Linked DNA regions of Sus scrofa: regions 2 and 3 are each linked to region 1. The links are chromatin contacts, called in public HiChIP or PLAC-seq maps. All regions are on one chromosome and are shown on one strand. The core of a region is the stretch at or near the end of the contact, and the rest is flanking DNA. Distances in the headings are between cores, read along the strand shown.

The links. HiChIP or PLAC-seq counts read pairs in DNA pulled down with a chosen protein or histone mark.
Region 2: an H3K27ac HiChIP or PLAC-seq map of alveolar macrophages shows a contact between it and region 1. The contact joins two enhancer-like sites. A contact is called at or near these places in 1 of 47 Hi-C or Micro-C datasets (skeletal muscle) and 2 of 2 datasets of contacts at active chromatin or transcription factors (alveolar macrophages and skeletal muscle).
Region 3: an H3K27ac HiChIP or PLAC-seq map of alveolar macrophages shows a contact between it and region 1. The contact joins two enhancer-like sites. A contact is called at or near these places in 1 of 47 Hi-C or Micro-C datasets (liver) and 1 of 2 datasets of contacts at active chromatin or transcription factors (alveolar macrophages).

The regions. Positions count from the first base shown.
Region 1 is chr14:31,878,520-31,883,420 of Sscrofa11.1, forward strand. RAD9B (cell cycle checkpoint control protein RAD9B) reads left to right here. Exons shown (of 11, transcript XM_013982863.2): 5 at 3,483-3,582. Among named protein-coding and RNA genes, the nearest start is that of VPS29, 11 kb to the left of the region's middle. Within about 2 kb of position 3,047, at least 3 of the 83 cell types and tissues checked have an H3K27ac peak or open chromatin away from gene starts, as enhancers often do. A contact at or near this core is called in alveolar macrophages, where this site is marked.
Region 2 is chr14:32,070,048-32,074,948 of Sscrofa11.1, forward strand. It overlaps PPP1CC (protein phosphatase 1 catalytic subunit gamma), which reads right to left. Exons shown (of 7, transcript NM_001044560.1): 4 at 4,650-4,754; 5 at 3,428-3,651; 6 at 3,087-3,221; 7 at 1,425-1,826. The coding sequence ends at 1,737. Among named protein-coding and RNA genes, the nearest start is that of PPP1CC, 19 kb to the right of the region's middle. Within about 2 kb of position 2,419, at least 3 of the 83 cell types and tissues checked have an H3K27ac peak or open chromatin away from gene starts, as enhancers often do. A contact at or near this core is called in alveolar macrophages, where this site is marked.
Region 3 is chr14:32,016,687-32,021,587 of Sscrofa11.1, forward strand. It overlaps HVCN1 (voltage-gated hydrogen channel 1), which reads right to left. Exons shown (of 8, transcript XM_021074359.1): 5 at 4,201-4,482. Among named protein-coding and RNA genes, the nearest start is that of HVCN1, 25 kb to the right of the region's middle. Within about 2 kb of position 2,850, at least 27 of the 83 cell types and tissues checked have an H3K27ac peak or open chromatin away from gene starts, as enhancers often do. A contact at or near this core is called in alveolar macrophages, where this site is marked.

The sequences.
Region 1 (4,901 bases), core at 1,797-4,296:
GCATGCTGCTACAGTCATTGGGATAAATAGTTATACTTTCCAAAACTTTAGAAGCTCAGAAAATTATGTTTGCAATTTTATATTAATAATCTGGTGGAGAAACATTGTTCAAATGTAATTGAGAAAAATCACCTGGGTTGGTGTTCCTGCTGTGGCGCAATGGGATCATCGGCCTCTTGGGAGTGATGGGACACAGGTTCAATCCCTGACCCAGCACAGTGGGTTAAAGATCCATCATTGCTGCAGCTGCGGCTTAGGTTGCAACCATGGCTCAGATCTGATCCCTGGCCCAAGGAACACCATATGCAGTGGGGCGGCCAAAAATGAAAAAAAAAAAAGAAAAACAAAAAACACCTGGGCAGAGATATCCACTAAACTGCTGCAAATATACATTTGAAACTCGGGAAGAAATTTAGGACAATGAAGTAAATTTGGCTCTCTTCACTGATGGAAAACAATTGAAAAAACATGACCTACTAAAAAAGGATTAACTTCTCAGAGTCTAATCATAAATGGTTTCTGGAACAGTGATTTCTTAAATTATTTAGCATCTGCTATTAGAAAAAAAAAGATGTTTTATATCCTCAAGAACCAAGATTCATCCGAAATATTTACTGCCTAGCAATTATTCTATCAATTCTCTGTATTTGCATTTGCACTGGCCCCACAGTGGCTGAAAATGAATCAGTGAGTTGTCCCTGAAGAACATGCTCTGATCCAAAGCACACATGCTAATGCATTCTGTCCTGCTCAAGGACAGGTTCCCAACAGAGAGGGACTTCCATCAGATGGATGCCCTGGCTATTTATTGAGTGAACAGAAGTCTGATTTATACATTATATTAATGACATATGTCAAGAGGACAGGATTGCTGGAGTTCCCGTCGTGGCTCCCGTCGTGAATCCAGCTAGGACCCATGAGGTTTCAGATTTGATCCCTGGCTTCGCTCAGTGGGTTAAGGATCTGGCGTTGAGGTGAGCTGTGGTGTAGGCCGGTGGCTACAGCTCCAATTAGACTCCTAGCCTGGGAACCTCCATGTGCCACGGTACGGCCCTAGAAAAGACAAAAAAAAAAAAAAAGGACAGGATTCCTACTTCAAGGTTTTGAGGTTTTGTAAAAAGGCATTCTGCAGATGTGCTAATGACTTTAAACTCTCAAAACAGTGAATTTAAAGGCATTGAGAAACATTTGAATAACATAATTTGAGTAACTGATCTAAGAAAACATTTGTACAGTTTATATCAGAGAATGTTTGGCCTACAGTAAGCATTCTCTTTACTTAATCTGTTTTTTGTTTTTGTTGTTGTTTGGCCACACCTGCAGCATGTGGAAGTTCCCAGGACTGGGATCAAATCTCTGTCACAGCAGCAACCTGGTGCTGCAGTGACAACACCAGATCCTTAACCTATTGTGCCACAGGGGGCCTCCCTACTTCCTATTTTCTTATTGTTTGTCTCCCCTCACTAGAATGTAAGCTCTGTGAGGTTGGAGATTTTTGTCTGATTTGTTCTTCGCTAGTCCACAGCTCCAAAAGTAGTCCCTGTATGGTAGGTTACAGAAAAATACTTATAAATTATTTGCAGGCCCTCCCTTTGAAAGCTGAAGTACTTCCCCAACTCTCAGCTGGACTTGGACTTGCTTTGATATCAATAGAATGCATTAGAAGTGATATTATGTGGGTTCCAAGCCTAGGCCTCCAGAGACCTGTCAGTAGTTCCTGTTGTAGCTCAGCAGGTTAAGAACCCGACTAGTATCCATGAGGATGAGGGTTCGATCCCTGGCCTCTTTCAGTAGGTTAAGGATCCAGTGTTGCTGCAGGCTGCAGCATAGGTACAGATGTGGCTCGGATCCAGTGTTGCTATGGCTGTGGCATAGGCTGGCAACTGTAGCTCCAGTTTGACCCCTATCCCAGGAACTTCCATATGCCCCAAGTATGTCCCTAAAAAGCAGGAAAAAAAAAGAAAAGTATGTCAGCTTCTACTCTTAAACTAAGAATGTTTCCATCGGCCTGAAAATAAGCACAGCAAAGTGTAGACTCCTGGAAGATTGCAGACCAGGTGGTGAAAGGCCCCAGCCATCCTGCTGTTCCGGTTGTCCCAACTTTGAGGCCCCAGATGTGAAAGTGAGGCCATTCAAAATGATCCAGCCACAGTTAAGCCAGCCTTCACCAGAGGAGCCACTCAATCGTGAGAAATAACAAATGTTTGTTATTTTGAACCACTAAATTTTTGATGTGGTTTGTTATCCAGCAAAAGCCAGCTGATCAGCCTTGTACACAGCAAGTGCTCAGTAAATATTTATGAAAATAATAAATGTTGCTGTTTTTATTAATTCAGTTAAAAATAAGTTGAGAAATATTTATAGTGAATCCTTTTGCTTCTCATGGTAACATTATTATGCTGTAGAAAGTTATAGCCTACCTGAATTTTATTTCATGGGCTTTATGTTCAAACTTAGATTCAGAGGAGTTCCCGTTGTGGCTCAGAGGGTTATGAACCCAACTAGTATCCATGAGATTGTGGGTTTGATCCCTGGCCTCGATCAGTGGGTTAAGGATCCAGCGTTGCCTTGAGCTGTGGTGTAGGTCACAGATGTGGCTCAGACCCAAGTTGCTGTGGCTGTGGCATAGGCCAGCAGCTGCAGTTCCAATTCCACCCCTAGCCTGGGAACTTCCATATGCCAGAGGTGTGGCCCTAAAAAGCAAAACAAAGCAAAATACAACTTAGATTCATAAAATTTAAAAAAGAGAGAGAGGATTTCCTTTGTAGCGCGCAGCAGGTTAAGGATTTAGCATTGTCATTGCAGCAGCTCAGGTCACTGCTGTGGCACAGGTTCAACATGCCACCAATATGGCTAAAAAAAAAGAGAAAAAACAAACTTAGATTCAAAATCTAGCCATACTTGTTAAAACAGCATAGCACAGCACTTAACAGAGCTCTAGAACTATAGCTTCATCTTTTGATATTAAGTACCTACTCCACAGGGATATTGTGAGGATCAGAGGTACTGCATGTGCAATGTGTGCTGCAGTTTCTACTGCAGGACATTGGGCCATAGCTGTTGTTGCTACACACTCCTCTCTTCCTCCTCTCAGAGGAAAAGAACCCAATGATCAGGTTTTACTTTCAGAGGTTCCATCCAGAAATATCAGTCTTGGATGAAAAATACTGAAGGAGAATCATACATATATGATCTGCAGTGGGTATTTACTGTTTTACACGCAATATAAGAAATTCCCTGAAAAGAAGTGGGAGCTCTGCTACCTGATTGGTCAGAGGGTGTGACATGTTACATGGTGTCCACTAGGGAGCGATAAATACATTCATTAAGGAATAGTGCTTCTGGTAAGCTATGTGTACCTGCCAACTATTGAATATTACTTTAATTTTACTATTTTTATATGGCTGTGAAATTTAAAGCCTTTTAAACATCTGTTAATTTTGCACTTGAAATTATTAATGTATTTCCTTATTATTTTTAAGGTATTAAAAGAATTCATAATGTGTGTTTTCAAGAAAGTCAGCCTTTGCAAGTTATTTTTGAAAAGAACATGTGTACTAATATGCTAGTGATTCAACCAAGGTAATGAGCTCTCTTTTGCTTATTTTTATTCTTCTGAATATAGTCTGGTCACAGAGTAAAGAATTAATGCTCTAGAACTTTAAACTCAGTCATATGTATGTGTGTGTGTATTTCTAACATTAAATATATATATATAAGATACATGAATATATATATATAAGACATATGAATATATATATAAATATATATATATTTAACCTAACAATGGACTTACAGAAATCACCTTACAGGATCAAGAGGAAGCCTTAAGAAAGATAATAGTAAATAATGACTAATGGTAGAAATTATACTTTAGTGGTCAAGAAAGTTCTAGAAATACCCCATCAGTGGCTTTTTACATTAAGTCATTAAGAGAAAAATATATGAGCTAATAATATTTTGAATTAATATACTGCCTTCTCTCTGAGTCTTAACACACATAGCCCAAGGATATTTTAACATTTTTTATGTGAAGTGATTTTTATCCCTATTTCTGTTTTTTTTTTTCCTAGAGAAGGAGTGAAACATATTTGTCAGTGAAAGGTACTCGATTTTTCAGTTAAGCTGTAGCATTAAACATTTAACAGTAATTACTTTGTGAGCCAAAAGATCTTTTATCCTTATTGTTTTTTAAATTACGAGAAAGTATGTGTGTTCCTTGCAATATACGTAAAATTTGCGGAAGAGTGCAAAAATGAAAAATGAAAGTCTTTCTCATCTACTTGCTGTGTATATCCTACTTGACAGAGTAACACCTCATAACAAGTTGGTATATATCCTTCTGCATTTTCTGTTTATAGCCAGTCTCTCTATAACTTTCTCTCTCTCTGTAGCTATGGATATCTTTTTTTTTTCTTTCTCCCTCTCTCTCAAATTTATATCACATACTAGACACATACATACTTTTTAAAAAGAAAATGTCCTACTACTATTCTTGTCTGGCAATTTGCTTTTTTAGTTTCTGTGTCCATCTTATTCTTTTTAATGATTATATAATTTTTCATTGTGTGACTGAAATGTAATTTAGTTACCCATCACCCTATTAGTAGAAAAGTTGGTAGTTTCCAGCTTTTTGCCCTCACAAACAATGCTGTTAGTAGTGCATAGGATAGTGTATTAGTTCCTGTTTCTGTGGAGTAAATTGTCCCATAGCTTAAAGCTTTAGAAATAACCAGACATTTATTACTTCAAAATAATAAGTGTGGCTTAGCTGGGTGCTTTTAGCCCAAGGTTTCTCATGAGGTTGAAGTTAAGCCATCATCCAGGGCTGTGGTCTCATCTGAAGACTGAACTTGGGGAAATTCACTCTCAGGCTCACTGATCTGGCTGTTGGAAGGCCT
Region 2 (4,901 bases), core at 1,169-3,668, 190 kb after region 1:
AACAATCCTTCATGAGGAGGCCCTCTCCCAACTCCCAAGAGATACCAGTTTTGATAAGAAAGTGCTTTTCAAATGACATGCTCTCCACCCACTTTTAATACATACTTGAGAAACCAATATGCATTGGACCACTTGTGACAACTGTAACAGGAAATAACACTGTTCCAAACGAACTAGGGCAAGGAGAAGAGAGCAAAAGTCTGTGTATAAAAACACCGGTGGTTGATTTAAAGTAATTTTAAAAGTAGCTCTTGAATTTCAGTCAAGTTCAAATGAACCAAGACAAAAAGAAAACTATGGATACAGATAATGTCACAACTCACCACATCCTATATCTCCCTAAATAGTAGGGGAGGATGGTTCAATCTCATCATTCTACTTCAGAAACTTAGTTATACCCAGGCAAGAACTTGGAGAATATGAGCATCCATATTATAATAATCCACCTTTGGAAAGAAACAAGACTGTTTGAAGAAGACAAATCCAATTGAAACTGTGTGGTTTCCAGAGCAATTTATTAATTAAAACCTATTCGATATGCCATCAACAGTTCTTCTGCGTGTATTGTGCTGATAAACTGACACTGAGAGGATTTAACAAGTTCATCATTTAATAAGTCTGAATTCATTTTCACCACATGGTATTGTACACGGTCATCTGTTGAAACAGATTTCTTTTTAACAGATCTTAGTTTAAAAAAGTCATAGACACTGTGAGTTCTGTATAAACTGGTGGATAGTAAGTTAGTTCCTTTGCTTTGACTTATAAGCCTCAACTTCACCGCAGAATAAAGAATGTAGGCCAAAGAAAGCATAATCGGTCACTCGTATAGAACAGTATTGTTTCTATAATTTGAAGCTTTCTGAATGGACGGGTTCAGGCCTGATGTAACTGTAAAAAGATTACTTAATGAATAGACTATATGGAAATTGTATAAAATGTTATTAACTTTAATCATTAATAGCTTAAACAGCACTATGTTACTAATTGCTATTCAAACTCAAAAACCTGTTTTTGAATCCCCAAAGGAGGCATGTGTATACAACCATGCTACCTTGTACTTAGGGGAGTGTCAATATATATTTCAACAGAAACTTTGGCTTTAGGAAAGAGTCACAAACATTTAAAATAATGGCTTTAATCATCATTTTAAGTATACTGTAGGGGAAAGTGTGCTTTAATTAAATATACATACCAGTGATGCTGGCAAGGTTGAAAGTTACTCCTAATGTTTATAGCTATAAAAACTAGTTTGTACAGGACAAGACAATGAGAAAAAAAAGCAATCCCTTTGAAAAAAAAAAAAATTTCACAGTGGTTTGCATCAACAGTATGCATCTTATGACAATAACATGTACAGATTGAGCACCCTAGGGCTCTCTTTAAATCCTAGAGAAAAATGAACATTTACATTATTCATGGGCTGTACTGAATTAAAAAAAGATCAAATGTACACTCACTCCCCAAGACAGGATAAACTCTCCTGGGGTGTACAGCTTTAACACCATCATTAAAAGTTGTTTGTAAAAGAACAGAGAATTAAACAAAACATTTTTCCTTGGGAGAGTCTCTCATTTGCTGTTACAACCAGCAAATACCATTCATTAAGTCAAAATGGAACTGGGGGGCCCCACAAACACTATTTGAGCAAGCTGACCAATACACATTACAGTTTTAAAAATGAAGGTTATACACTATATGTTACAAGTCCCAACTAGGCAATGTCAAAATGACATCTATTTCTTTGCTTGCTTTGTGATCATACCCCTTGGAGGTGTTACAGGTCTCGTGGCATTCGGCTTCTTTTTCTCTGCAGGCTTTAAAATCTGCAAAGATTCAAAAGACAATGCATTTTAGGAAATATATTCAACCCTAAATCTTACATTTCACTCAAATCTTTGGTTCATAAAGATTTTTGTTTAAAACCGCCTCAACAACTTTGAAAGGCCCACTGGCACATTAACACAAACCAAACTGACAAACATTTTTGGTAATAAATGCTCTGATGAACAGCTAATACATATCATCTGGACAAATTATTTTGTTTCTGGAAAAAATGACAATTTTTAAAAGTCAGACTTTTAGGTATTTCTTCTGACACAAAGGGGGAAAGTTTAGAAGAGTGTTTCTCAAACCCCAAAGGGATTATGCCACAATCTCTGGGAGCTGCAACTTCTCCCTGATAGCTGATTTAAAACAAAACAACCAACTTATTTTAATTTAGTTAACTGAAGACTGCCATATGACTTCAGTGGCTATTTTGTTTACAACTAGGCTAGCATTAAGTCATACAAGTTTAATCATAATAAATGAATGAGAAAAAGACTGAAGCAGACTTTGTGTAAATGATTCTTTTGTGCCAAGTAAAGGCCAAATGATGTCATGGTGAATCAACAGAGGTTTTACAGAAATTAGACTAGAGAAAAGTGGTGGGAGAACTGAGTAATCACACAGCACATCTGGCACAAGACAGTTAGTACTCCTTTCACAGGCAAGCAGTGATTTAATTCTGGCTGAACGTTACACTGACATTGTAGTTTTAGACTTAAAGGAGGCAGAAATAAGCATAAGGCACAAATGCATTGTGGTTTCTATTTATCTAAATCATGTAAAAACAGTTAAATTCAAAACTGGGGGAAGGTCCTACAATAATTTATTTCCTTTAAAAGGGATTCACTCATTAATAAACTAGGACAAACACAGGTAAGGGAAAATAAAAATTCATTCCACGCAACATAAATTAGTAGGCAGAAAGAATTTTTTTTTTTTCCTTATTAGGGCCATACCCATGGCATATAGAAGTTCCTCACCTAGGGTTCAAATGGGAGCTGCAGCTGCCAGCTTACGCCACAGCTGCAGCAACATAGGATCTGAGCCTTGCCTGTGACCTAAACCATAGCTCACCGCAATGCCAGATTCCTGACCCACTGAGCAAGGTCAGGGATTGAACCCACATTCTCGAAGATGCTAGCCATACTTGCTACTGCTGAGCTACAACAGGAACTCCAAAAAACAGCATTAAAAAAAAAAAAAAAAAAAAAAAAATTCAGACAATAAAAGGAAACAGCATGGAAAACATCCTCTACCTGAAAAGAACACATTAGTGTTTCGTCCACACTCATCATGGCACCTGCATTGTCAAACTCTCCACAATAATTGGGCGCAGAAAACAGAGTGACCAACTGCCTCTTTGCAAAAAATTCATATCCATCTTCAACCACCTTGGAGAGAAAACGTTTTCAGTATAAGTAGGTGAGAATTTTAGGTGAGCAAAACCACTCTTCAGTTTCCCGTTGAGCCTGATATTCTGTAGGTCACTTCCAGAGACATTTTGTAAATAAGCAATACCTACCCACCAAAATCAACAAGGAGAATCTGTGCTCACACACATGCTCTTAAGTGTACATGTAAAATTCAAAATCAATACCTGATGGGCTCTACATATAAGATCCAAATCATGCTTATGGAGAAATTTTGCAACCACTTCTGCACCAAATGTGAAGGACACTCCTCTGTCATTTTCACCCCAGCCTAAGACATCTTTATCGGGGTCAGACCACAAAAGATCACAAAGAAGACCTTGATCTGGTACATCAGTTGGTCGCATAATTCGCCGAATCTGCTCCATAGATTGAAGATCTGGTGATAAACCTGTTAAATGAAAAACAAAAAAGTGAAATATACAGAACTTGAAAAAAAAGATGTCAGCACTTTTAACAGTTCCATCTGTCTACAGTGACTCTTAAAACAAAGGCTTACACGGAATCTTTGGCAATGTTTTCTTCCTTAGCTTTAGTTAAAAAAAGAAAGTGCACTAGACATGCATTATTACATGGACTAATTTGTGGGGCACACTGTGTTTAAACAGCACAAGAAAAGCTATCTCAACATACAGAGCCCTAGAAAATTAAAATCCGGTGACTTAAAAACTACTTTTCTGAACACCTTTCCAATTGATAAAATGTACATTCTAGATTTTATTATTGACCATTTGCAGTGACTGCATGCAGACACTAGGCGATGTAGCCTTCTAGGAAATCTGTGCTATTCAAGGACCCTCAAATTTATTAGACCAGCTCAGATGTAGCTATCATCTGAGTTTGAAATCACATGCCCACCTCTGCCAAAATCAGTTTAAGTATGTAAGGAGGGTAGGGATAATGGATTTATTAAAATACACTGTGTGACTCTTTAATGGTTGTCTAATTTCTGACCACAGATGAAAAGAAATCCTCTTTGCAATTATTATAATTAATCATACATAGGACAACCACTGAGCAAAGTAACTGTTATTTAAGAAAAATTTCTGAAAAGAGGATCAAAAACACACCAAGGGAAAGTCTATCCACATTTTCAGTATTTTAGAGGATCCATGGCATAGCATATTGTTTATTTTATATTCAAAAATGCTTTCAGCGCTGTTTTCAAATCAAACTATTACAGAGCCTTGAACTCCCTGTAACAAGTCAATTGCTTACTCCAGACTTGTATCCAAATTATCCTGGACATGCCAGAGTGGACCCATGGTGTAATACATTAATAAAGGAGAGTTAACCTGACAGAGGAAATCATTCCAAAGACAACTTGTAAATGTAAAGTGTATGCCCTTCACATGAAAACCTTTGTGGAATTAAAACCAGCCCACATACCTCCATGACAGCAGAATATTTTCTCATCCACGATGGCTGCTATCGGTAAACAGTTAAAGCAGTCTGTGAAAGTTTTCCATAGTTTAATGTTATATCTTCTTTTACCTGTGAAAATTTGGGGATGGTTAAAAAGAGACTGGTGTTCTGTGGGTACATTATCTAAGGAAAATTCCCCCCAGGCAAGGTTCTGACTACCTTAAGTAAACAAAAACTATGCTTTTATTAAAAAAGAGAATTAGGACCAACTATGAA
Region 3 (4,901 bases), core at 1,600-4,099, 140 kb after region 1:
ACTGTGCCGTGAGGTGCCCACCCCGCTCACGTGTGCTTGTGAAGGGGTGAAGGGGAGAGAGAGTCCTGCATTTCCTGGAGCTGCTGTGGGAAAGACAGTCCCCTGGGCTTTGTGACCTGCTGGTTGGGGGAGGATAGTGGGGACCAGGGTGGAGTGAGTAGGTGGCCTCATCAGGGGCAGTGGGGGTGGACATGATGACAGGTGGTGGAGATGGTGGTGAGAGCCATAAAGGTGGGGTGGAGGTGACAGCACCTGGGGAGACCATGGGGATGACATGGTGATGGCGGAAATGGCAGCAACAGGAGGATCCCCACAGGACACTGTGGGACCCCTCTCTTCCCCTGGAAGTTCTGGACCATCACTTCCTTCCCCCCGGGCTTTGCCTCTTACACTCTCAGAAGTAGGTTTGGACCTCTGAAATGTAATCTGCCATTATCTTGGTAGTTTTTGCCATTTCAGGTTGAAATTAAACAATTTCAGGCCTATATAAGAATGGACTGCTAAACCTTTGGACCATTTCAATTTATAGTAATTATTTCAGTAATTAAAGTACTTGATGACATGGTTTATTGTGAAAATTGCAAGGCAAATGGCTTGGTGATGAAGTTTTTTGCACAAACCGAAATTTGGTAGCTTAATAAATTAGTCTCAAGCCTCAGATGGGGTCTTTCTTTCCTTCTTTCCTTCTTCCCTCCCTCTGTGGTTTTGTTTTAGAGCTAAAGGATCTAAGAGCTCATCTGGTTTAAAACCAAGGCACAGAAATACTAAAAGCAATCTGAATAGGGCGTTCCCATTATGGCTGAGCAGAAATGAACCCGACTAGTATCCGTGAGAAGACAGGTTCAATCCCTGGCCTTGCTCAGTGGGTTAAGGATCCTGCATTGCTGTGAGCTCCGGTACAGGCTCGGATGTGCCTGTGGTGTAGGCTGGTAGCTGCAGCTCTGATTAAACCCCTAGCCTGAGAACTTCCGTGTGCTGCACCTGTGTCCCTCCCCCCCGCCCCCGCCCCCCAAAAATTACAGACTGAATATTCAGCCATAAAAAAGGAATGAAGCACTGACACAGGCCACAATGTGAATGAACCTAGAAAACATTATGCTAAGTGAAAGACGCCAAACACAAAAGACCACGTATATGATTCCACTTATGCGAAATGTCCAGAATGGGCAAACATACAGAAACAGAGAGTAGATTAATGTTTGTTTGGGGCCAGGAGTTACTGTCTCACAGAAATACTGAATTTCCTTTTGAGGTGATGGAGATGTTCTGGAACTAGTGGTGACGGTTACACAACATTGTGAATGTGCTAAATAAATGCCACTGAATCATTCACTTTAAAATGATTAAATTTTGGAGTTCCCATGTGGCTCTGTGGTTTAAGGATCTGGCGTTGCCACTGCAGCGGCTAGGGTTCAATCCCTGGCCTGGCAACTTACGTGTGCCACAGGTGCTAACAAATAAATAAAATGATTAAATTGTATGTGAATCTCACCTCAATTTTTTTTTTTTCTTTTTTGGCTGCCCCAAGGCATATGGAATTCCTCAGAAAGGGATCGGATCCAAACCACAGTTGCAACAACTGCAGGATCCTTAACCCTACTCACTGTTCCAGGCAGGGATCGAACCCACATCCTAGCCTGCAGAGATGCTGCTGATCCCACTGCACCGCAGTGGGAACTCTTCACCTCAATTTTAAAAAGTGAGAGAGAGACAGACCCAAGGTCCCAAAACTACAATGCCTGAGTCCCGGCCCCAGCCTCTATGAACCCCTAAGGCCCCAAATTTGCCAGTTCACAAGGCCCTTGTAGTTCCAGGAGAGCCACGTCACAAAGAAAAATGCTAAGAACTTGGGAAAGCCAGTTAATTCCAAATCCTCACCTGGAAGACGGGCATGCCTGGCAGAACGCAGTGGAGCAGAGCATGGGCTGTGGGGCGGCTCTAGCTCACCCGTTAGCCTGGACCTTGGCCGTAGCTTCCTTTTCCACCCCAGAGTGACAATGGGAGCAGTGCATGACATCATGTGTGAGCTGAGGGCCCAGCCTGAGTGAGCAGATAATAAAAGGGACACACCTGACTTTCCAGGCCACCCTCCCCTGGCCCAGCTTCCCTGTCCATCCGTGGTTTCCATGGACGCCTGACTCACCCCGAATTCTCTCCCCTGTGTTAGGAGTGACAACAGTTAACTATATATCATGTCACTGAGACCACCTCAAACCATAGGAACAGGAGGAGACTGCGTCCAAGAAAGGGATTCCAGAATCTCCTTATACACGGTTCTATTGGCAGAGATCAAACCCTTGAATCCTTATCTCCTCCTCCAAGGTGGCCTCCCTGCTTCCACTCTGAGCCCCTCTACAAATCTGGTCCTGTTGCCCCCATCCTTCCAGGGGATACACACAAGCCTTGCAGACCCTTCTCAGCTCCTCGAATGCTGAAGACCCTTTCCTCCCTCAGCCTGGGAGGCTCCTCCCCTGCCACCCACAGAGCTCACCTCTGCCCGACCTTCAGGTGTCAGGTGAGATGTCACCTCCACTGTCGTCACATGTCCTAGATCAGGTCTCCCCCACTCCCAGGGCCTCTCAGTGCCCCCTTTAGTGTCCCTGCAGAGGCTTCCCTCCACTTACAACCGCCCGCCTCTGCAGAGCATTGAGCAAGGGAGGGACGCACCCATTCCGCTGGCTGCTGTAGGCCCCGTGCACCGCAGGTGCTAAGATCTGACTGTTGGGAGAATGAATAAACAGCTCTACTCTGCTTCCCCCTGAGCCACGTGGCCCAGTTAGGAGAGGAGGGACCGCGCAAGGACTCCCCCTGGCAGCTGGAAGGAAGCTGGCTCCTTCCTTCTGCTCCCGGAATTGAGGGTTTGGGATTTCAACCCCAACAACTTAATACCATGTTTCCTCTCCCGTCAGAGCCACAGAGGGAAGCGCTGAGCTGCCAGCAGTGCTGGGCTGTCTGGCCTGCTTTTTTCTCTAAGCCACATGAGAGTGGAAAAAAAAAAAGACCCAAATCACTTCCTTTTCTATTTTACCCTGGAATGAAGTCCGTGATGGGAGAGATGAGGGCTGTTTCTCTCTGCCTCCAGAAAGAACTTTGGCTTTAGGGAGGGGTTGGATTACTGCGGTTGAGGGGAATGCCTGAAGCAAGAGCCCCAAATGGCTCTGTTCAGGGACAGGGCTGACAAGGAGCTGTGTGCGTCATGAGGCTCCTGAGCCCCCTGCTTTCTCCTGGGACCCGGAATGTGCTTCCAGACACCTGCTTGCTTCTCTTGGGGCTGGACCCCACCCGCACTTGTCCTTCATAGTTGGAAGACGTCAGGACAGCCCTGAACCCTGTAACAAGTTCCTTTCCCTTTGCTCTTCTCTGCAGCCCGTGTTTTCCTCCCAGGCTCTCCCCGTAACCACACCTGGAGGTGGGTGGTGGGTCGAGCCAGGCAGGTATCTTTGGCATCACTTCACAAGTGAAGAAACTGCCTCCCGACCCCAGTGGCAATGAGTTTGTGAGGCATGGGACCCTCATGGCCTTGCTCAACCCAGGGCCAGCCTTCCATGTTTGCTGAAGGAATGTGGGAATGTTTTATCTGCCCCCAGTGTTAACCCTTTAATTTACCTTGTGTGCGTGTGGTCAATCACGCATAAACCTACCATTTTAGCTATTTTACAGTTGGCATAAAGTTCAGAGGCATCAAGCACATTCCCGAGCATGTGCAACCATGACCTCTGTCTAGTTTCAGAACATTTTCATTACCCCAAATGGAGACTCGTATCCAAGAAGCAGTCACTCCCACTTCCTCCCTCCCTCCAATCTTGCTGTCTCTGGATTTATGTTATTCTAGACACTGCATATAAATGGAATTATAAGATATGGGGCCTATGTGTCCGGGTTCTTCCACTGAGTATCATGTGGTCAAGGTTCATCCACGTTGTGGCCTGTGTCAGTGCTTCACTCCTTTTTCCAGCTGAGGATGGATAGGTCACATTCTGTGTAGCCATCTGTCAGTGGATGTACCCTGACTTTGGTATCAGGATTTATTTTACCCCTGATAGCACTGGACCTGCCTGGTGTACCCAGTGCTGGATGGGGCACGTGGTCCACAGAATGGAATGAGCTGTTGCCAGAGATGGGCCCCCACCCTGCCCTCGTGACTCTTGCTGCCAGCTCTGCCCCACCCTGGGCACCTTGGGCCTCTGCCCGCCCACCTACCTGAAACCTGTGGGCGCTGAAGAGCTTCCTCAAAGTGCTCCTGAAGTCTAGGCGGGGCCTGGGCAGAGGGACAGGGGCTGCAGCCGGGTCAGTGGCTCTGCCCTCCTCGCCCGAGGCCGGCGTTTGCGGCGGCGGCTGCTCCTCCTCCTCCTCCTCCTCTTCATTCTCCCACTTCTTGTAATTGATGTTCCAGGCATGGTAGTCGTCCCCCACAACAGTGAAATGCTTCAAGAACTTGCTCATCCTCTCGGCAGGAGCCACCTTGGCCCTGCGGGTGACTGCCTGAAGGGAGGGGAAAGAGGTGAGCGCTTGAGCAGCCTAGCCGTCCCTCTGGGGCGGGGGCGGGGGCGGGGGTGGGGGGTGGGGAGCAGGGCCCCCAAGGGCCACAGGGGCAAAGGCAGTCTGGGTGCTCAGAGCACCCGCCGTGCAAGCACAGACCGTGAGGTCACAGTGGTTTCTCGTGTGTTTATTTTTGGAGCCCGGGATCTCAGGGCTGGTGAGGCAACAGGAAGCCCCAGGCCCTGTCAGGCTTGTCACTGTGGCCTAGCTGGCAGTAACCAACAGCATAGGTACTGCTGCCCAGTTGCAAAAACACCCACCACAGGCCCGTGTAAATACCAGAAGAGCGGCCCAAGGTTCAGAGGCTACCTAAAAACCCAGAGGTGAGAGCGGGCAGGGCAGGGCGAGGGGAGGGCAAAAGT